Regions from separate parts of the Macaca mulatta genome. Here region 1 is linked to region 2. The links are chromatin contacts, called in public Micro-C maps. All regions are on one chromosome and are shown on one strand. Each heading gives the region's core, a stretch centred on a gene start, on an enhancer-like site or on the middle of the called end of the contact. The rest is flanking DNA. Distances are from core to core; before and after follow the strand shown. Region 1 holds the start of TNFAIP3 (TNF alpha induced protein 3). Region 2 has its middle 150 kb from the start of TNFAIP3.

Region 1 (3,175 bases), core at 79-2,578, 150 kb after region 2:
TGATATATGGCCTGACGAGTATTCTTAAATGTAATTAAAGGGACCACAGTACAGAATATTTCCAACTGGTTCTAGTTTAGCCAATCTAGTAAATGATCCAAAGGGTCCCGTGCTTAGAGGGCAGTAAGACAGTAAAAGCACCCTAAGCCTCCTCCCTGCACAGGACCTGCACCCCCACTGCCCAAGGGACTGCACCCATCTCCACATGACTCACTCTCCCTATGCAACGCATGGGGGTGGGGAAGGGAGCGCCAGTATTATCAGCCATCAGCACCCTGGGGTGAACTGATAATCAGGACAACTAAAAACACACCTAATAAAGCCTTGGAGACACATGGCAAGCACGGTGATGGACTAGAAGCGATTTCTAAGCTGAAATGCTGCTTGAATGCAATGTCAGCTGGATGCTTGGTGAGCAGAAATAGAGAAGGGGAAATGGAGCAAGGGTGGCATAGGGGTGAATGTTGTTCTGATTCCTAAGTTTACCTAAGATTGGGGCCACGGGGTCGGGTGTTCCCTGGGACCTACGTCTCATGCAGCCTGGGGTCCAGAGCTGGCAGGAACAATGGAGATGGGGACCAAAGGCTGTCACTGCTGCTTTTTCTCGAAATTCCCGCCCGGGTCCTGTCTGGGGCTCCCGCCTACGCGCTTATCACGTGCACAGCCCAAACTTTTCAGAGCCAGCCCGAGGCCTGCGGGCCCGGACGCCAGGGTGGTTTTTAGGGTTTTCTTTTTTTCTTATTTCCCTTCTTCTTCTCCACAGTTGATGATTTTCTGCAGAAAAACAACTGCGAAAAAGAACCTATTTCATTTCCAGTTCCCATCACCGCGATTTCCACATGGATGTGACGTGACCCCAGCTTCCGAAATGCCCAGGTGACTCACGCGGGGACACCCCGGGGCGGGGCGAGGGAGTTTCTCCCTGGGCCCGCGGGGACTGGGCGGGGCGAGGCAGCGGGGCGGGGCAGGGAAAGGGGGCGGGTCGGGGCGCGGAGGCCGCGAAAGCCCCTCGCCCCCTGCGCCCTCTGGCGGCCGGCGGGACGCAATTCGCAGCCCTACCCAGAGAGTCACGTGACTTTGGAAAGTACCGTGGAAATCCCCGGGCCTAGACCCGCATACAACTGAAACGGGGAAAAGCAGACTGCGCAGTCTGCAGTCTTCGTGGCGGGCCAAGCGAACTTGGAGCCCGCGGGGGCGGAGCGGCGATAGCGGCCGCCAAGAGAGATCACACCCCCGGCCGACCCTGCCAGCGAGCGAGCCCGACCCCGGGCGTCCATGGAGCGTCGCCTCCGCCCGGTCCCGGCCCCGACCTCCGCCTGCTGGGCGCTCCTGCTTTGACCCGGACTTGGGACTTTGCGAAAGGATCGCGGGGCCCGGAGAGGTAACCACTGCGCCTCCCAGTGCCGTCTGCCTCGGGCTCACCGCAGCCTAGGGCTGCGGATGCATGTTGGGCAGCGACCCCCGGGCTGGCTCCGTCTACCTGGCGTTGGTTTTGCAGCGCTCCTGGAGTGGGAGTTTGTTGGACGTTTGTTTCTGTCTGGGTTTTGAAGTGCTGGGAGTTGAGGTCACCGCTTCAGAGGTTGGAGTGACAGCCCTGGATACCTCCAGCCAGCTGTTCCTTTCGGATAATGCACGGAACTTAAGCTGCAGCTGACTGGTGAAGAGGCGCCCCTCGGGCCCTCTGATCGGGTGGTCGTTGATGCTTTGCTCCTTTCGTGTCTTTTTGGGAGCCAAGCGTTGCATGCTCCTGGCCACGTAGACCTTGCAGAAGCGCTGCGGCTTTTTCCCAAATTGTGCAGGGCCAGCCCGACGGGGAGTAGGGTACCGCAGTGGCCGCCAGCCCGGCGGAGGTGGGGGGCTTCAGTCCCAGAGACAGCTTCCCAGACGCTCAGGGGTCCGTGCACAGGGCTGGGGTCCTGGCGCAGGGTCTAGCTTTTCCAGCTGCAGCAGTGTAAGAGAAGTATGCATGTAGACATGGGTCGCTGGCGCCTGCTCCAGCCCCTACCCCACGGTTAGACTGTCTTTGTCAGCCGGAGTCGTCCCACATCCTGCCACCTGGCCTCTCAGGAAAGCAGTGGCATTAAGTAAGGAAGGAGCTTAACTCTTTTTGAACCCGCTTTGTTTTCAGTTCTCCTCGCCTCAGATCTTCTTGCCTTGGAAAGCCAGTCTGGTCAAGTGTCTCAGGGCAGCATTTTGGTGGAACCATTGTTAATTAAAGGGGCTTCTGGACCCGCAACCTTAATGTACTGGATTATTGAGCAGCCAATGAATGCTTCATTCTCATTGTTTAAGGTGCTGCTTTGATTTTTTTTTTTTTTTCAATTCTTAGTACTATTTTTGATAGGCACATCCCCAAATTTGGATGAGGTATTTGTTGATAAATAATTCATCAATTTCCACAACGCAGACAAAAATATCTGCCCAGAGTGGAAAAATAAAACAAGGGGGAGAAGAGTTTGAGCAATGGAGAAGTTCTGTAGAATCCTAGTGACAAAAGTTGAGAAATTACCTTTAAATAAGACAGAGAGGTAACAAATGTTAAGAAAAAAAAAAAGTTAAGGGTAATATTGCATTGTTTGCCACTTTATAATGTATCTGAAACATTTATTCTTTAATCTTAAGTGTAGAGAGATCCAAGAACTGGAAACTTGGACAGTGGGTTTTGATTTCTAAGGAGGCAGTTTTACAGGCTGTGCAAGGCTAAACCTACCAATGAGATCACACTGGGGTATCCAATATTGACATTTGCATGTCTTGCATATGGTTTACAGCTCTCACTATTTTAGATCTTTGGTGAAAAATCTTTAGATTCAGAAGAGAAAAAAGGGTCAGACAAGCAAAAAGAGATAACACCTCATTTGTTTAAAATCTTCCTATTGCCCATCTCTTTCCATCTGATTGTGGCAGGCACTGTAGCCACAGGTTTGGTGTTGTGGGATTGCAAGGGGCAGGTATTGAAAGACCTGGCTCCTAGGCAAAACTTCGCCCCTGAATGGCTGTGGGATCTGAGCAGTACCTGTAACTCCGTTGCCTTAGCTGCAGACTAAGTTGGTAGTGTGATTTCAAGGAAGGGAATAAGGTCATCTTTGACTTTTAATCCCATCATCAAGCATGGTGATTGGCCTTCAGTAGTGGTCAGGTAGTGCTTGTTGGGTGGATGGGTGGGTGGGTGGGT
Region 2 (3,251 bases), core at 257-2,756:
CAGAGAAAAACTTTCTATGATAATTAACAGCCAAAACAAAAACTAAAACATTCTAATCTGATTTCAAAGATATTTCCCACTGTTAATCATGATAGACCAAACCATTAACTCATAATGGGTTAAGGCTTTAAACATAGAAACTGTCACTCACTGAACTTGACCATAAAATAAGTGGCTTCTAACATTTTATTTTCAATATATCTAGGCTTAACATAGATTACTTGTCACATGAAAATCCCAGCTGATGATGCCTGCAGATGAAAATAGGGTGGTGAGAGTTTGGCCTTTGACATAGCAAAGCTCTGTTTATGGAGACACTGCTTAATGGTTCAGAACACAGACTCAGGGCTTAACTATCTGGGTTTGAATTCCAACTGTCCCCTCTTACCACCACCAAATTTCTACCAGTGTGATCCTCACTAAGTTGACATCAATACTCTGCACTTTGGTTTCTTCATCAGCGAAGATAATAATCTACCCAACCCTAGGGTCTTGTATGGTTTAAGTGAGATAATTTTGTCTAGAGGGTTTATGACGTGCTCTCTCCATGTAAGTACTAACACTCTGGGTTACTGTGTAAGAGGTGGTGCTTGTTTGGGTTTTAGCTCTTCATAAACCAACCACAGGAAGATGTGGTGGCTTGATATGAGCAAATGCTTGTACTGAATTCTTTTTCAAACCATTCCTGGCGTGTATTAGAACCTAACCATAAACAATATGAAAAGACCTGCCTTTCAAAAAATTTGATGTTATTTGGATCCTTTTGACCCTACTATTTTTAACTTAGCTGATGAATGATATTCACATTCGAGATGCTTATCCCATTTAGGTATTATTCAAAGAGCTTGGAAAAGCAATAAATGGTGGCTTATATTTTAAGAAATAATTTTATATTTATCATGACTGTCATATGCAGAGCACTTTGCAAGCCTTATGGAAGAGATGCAAAAATCTTAAAATATGATTGCTTAGGCCAAAGTAGCCTATAGTCTTATCGGAGAGGTGAATATATATTCAGAAGATAAATTGAACCAAGCTGGGTGGTGGCAGTATTAAGTGTAACTAAAATTAAAGTTTTCCAGTCTCAGATGCCAAATTACAATGCTGGAGTTACAGCCTTCCAATTACTTTTAAGCCCCATGGATATGCCAGAAACAGAGAATCCTCCTGGGGCCTGAGGCAGTAGGTATGGGCAGGAGAGCAGGTCTTAGAGAAGAGGCTGCTTTTCATTTCCATCCAATGGTGTGGCAGTGGTGAAGAGTCTACCTACTTTGCTGGCCTTGGAAAACAGGATAAATATCAGGCATATTTCTTTAGTACACTCGGATTTTTAGGAGCTTATTATCTCATCAAAGAGATGAGTTATATGCCTCCCAAAACTGATCATTTCATTCCCTACATAAAGCCCATTACTGTCTTTCAGGACAAAACCACAGTCCTTAGCAAAGCATACAAGATACTGATGACTTGCTCCTGTCAGCAATAGTTAGGGGTGCTTTCATCTGCAAGTAATAGGACATTCAATCAGCAGTGGCTTCAACCAGTGCTTCTTAAGCTCTAGTAAACCTTCCAACCACCAGGGCTTCTTATTAAAATGCACATTCTGATTTAGGAGGTTGGGGTGGGGGCCTGAGATTCCGCATTTCTAACAAGCTCCCAGGTGATGCTGATTCTGCTGGTCTAAGACGAACCTTGTGGATAGCAAGAGCTTAAAAAGAGCTTTAAAAGATGGAGTTTTCTGGCTCTCATATAACAAGAAATCTGAAAGTTGTTCTACACTTGATTCAGAAGATCAACAATGTCAGTGCTCTGGGATTGGCAGATCAGGGAGTGGCAAACTATGCCCCGCAGGCCAAATCTAGTCCAACAATTGCTTTTGTAAATAAAGTTTTATTGAAACACAATTGTTTATGTATTTCCTATGGCTACTTTTGCACTAAAATGTTGGAGCTGTGACAGAGACCATATCACCCACAAAGCCCAAAATGTTTACCTTCACCTGGCCCTTTATAAAAATAGTTTGCTGACCTCCAGCTTAGACATCATTATTTGCCTCTGATCTGGGCACTTCTCCTCTCTAAACTCAGTGAGGACTCTGTTAATAAGGAAGAGAGGGAGGAGGGAGCCATGTCTGCAACGTGACTCCTCTCACATCCTGCCATCCTCTGGTGTAGACTCACCTTGCAGCCATGGCAACCACAGGCAGTTCCCCAAAGGCATCATGCTTCACTGTGGCTTCAGAAAATGCCATGTGGGTTTTGAGGACAATGAGATCAGAACGTTTGCCTTAAACAATATAAAGGCTTAGAGGCTGGGCAGGTAACTATGGGGACGACACGGAGGTGGCCTCAGGTTCCAAGCTAAAGCATTTGGACTTACAAGTCATGGGGGTGGGCAGTGGCAGCCTTGGGGATTTGTAAAGCATAGGGTCAGTTTAGTGTTCTATGCATGTAACTCTGAGAATACTGGGCAGATAGCCTATTTATTAGTCTGTTATGACTGACATGAAATGCCACAGACCAGGTGGCTACAACCACAGAAATTTAATTTATCACTGTTCTGGAGGCTAGGAGTTCAGATCAAGATGCTGGAAAACTCATCCTAGTGAGGCCCTCTGGCTGACTTGTAGATGGCCGCCTTTTCTCTGTGTATGAGCAGAGAGAAAGAGTAGTGCCTCATCCTCTTCCTATAAGGACACAAGTTCTATCAAATTAGGGCCCCATCCTTATGATCTCATGGAACCACAATTACCTCCAAAAACACCCCGTCTCCTAATACAGTCACATGGGGTTAGAGCTTAAACATATCAATCTAGGGATGGGCGGGGACATAATTCAGTTCATAACAGCTGCTGGAGGGAGAAATGTATGTAAGGAGACAAGTTGGACCTACCCATGAAATATTAGAGACTGAGAATACAAGGTCTGATCTAGAAAATTGGGTTCTAAGAATGGAAAGGAATGAATGGGTGACAAAACAGAGATTGTTTTTTAAAAAATCAGTAGGTCTTGGTAACTAAATGAATTCAAGCAAAGAGTGATTGTGTCTGACAGCTGTGTTTAAAGCCTAGTGAAAAGGGAATGGAATCACAATTAACAGAAAAATGAAGACGTGGGGAACAAGAAAATCTTTGGGCTAATGTAATGGTTTGGGATCTATTTAGTCTGAGGTGAGGTGATCCAGGTGTATTTGGAAGACTATTAATTCTTCTTCCCTGAAGTAAATGCTATCTAACACACCTTTTATCAAAA

The links. Hi-C and Micro-C count contacts between places; a contact is called where the count stands out from the background.
Region 1: a contact with region 2 is called in a Micro-C map of CD4 T cells, with 19 times the contacts expected there. The contact joins the promoter of TNFAIP3 here to the enhancer-like site in region 2. A contact is called at or near these places in 7 of 14 Hi-C or Micro-C datasets (CD4 T cells, blood, fetal cortex germinal zone and 3 more).

The regions. Positions count from the first base shown.
Region 1 is chr4:42,959,943-42,963,117 of T2T-MMU8v2.0, forward strand. TNFAIP3 (TNF alpha induced protein 3) reads left to right here and starts at 1,329. Exons shown (of 9, transcript NM_001261344.1): 1 at 1,329-1,381. LOC114677502 (a long non-coding RNA gene) reads right to left here and starts at 2,079. Exons shown (of 2, transcript XR_003728821.2): 1 at 1,481-2,079.
Region 2 is chr4:42,810,430-42,813,680 of T2T-MMU8v2.0, forward strand. No RefSeq gene overlaps it. Among named protein-coding and RNA genes, the nearest start is that of TNFAIP3, 150 kb to the right of the region's middle. Within about 2 kb of position 1,507, at least 6 of the 40 cell types and tissues checked have an H3K27ac peak or open chromatin away from gene starts, as enhancers often do. A contact at or near this core is called in CD4 T cells and blood, where this site is marked.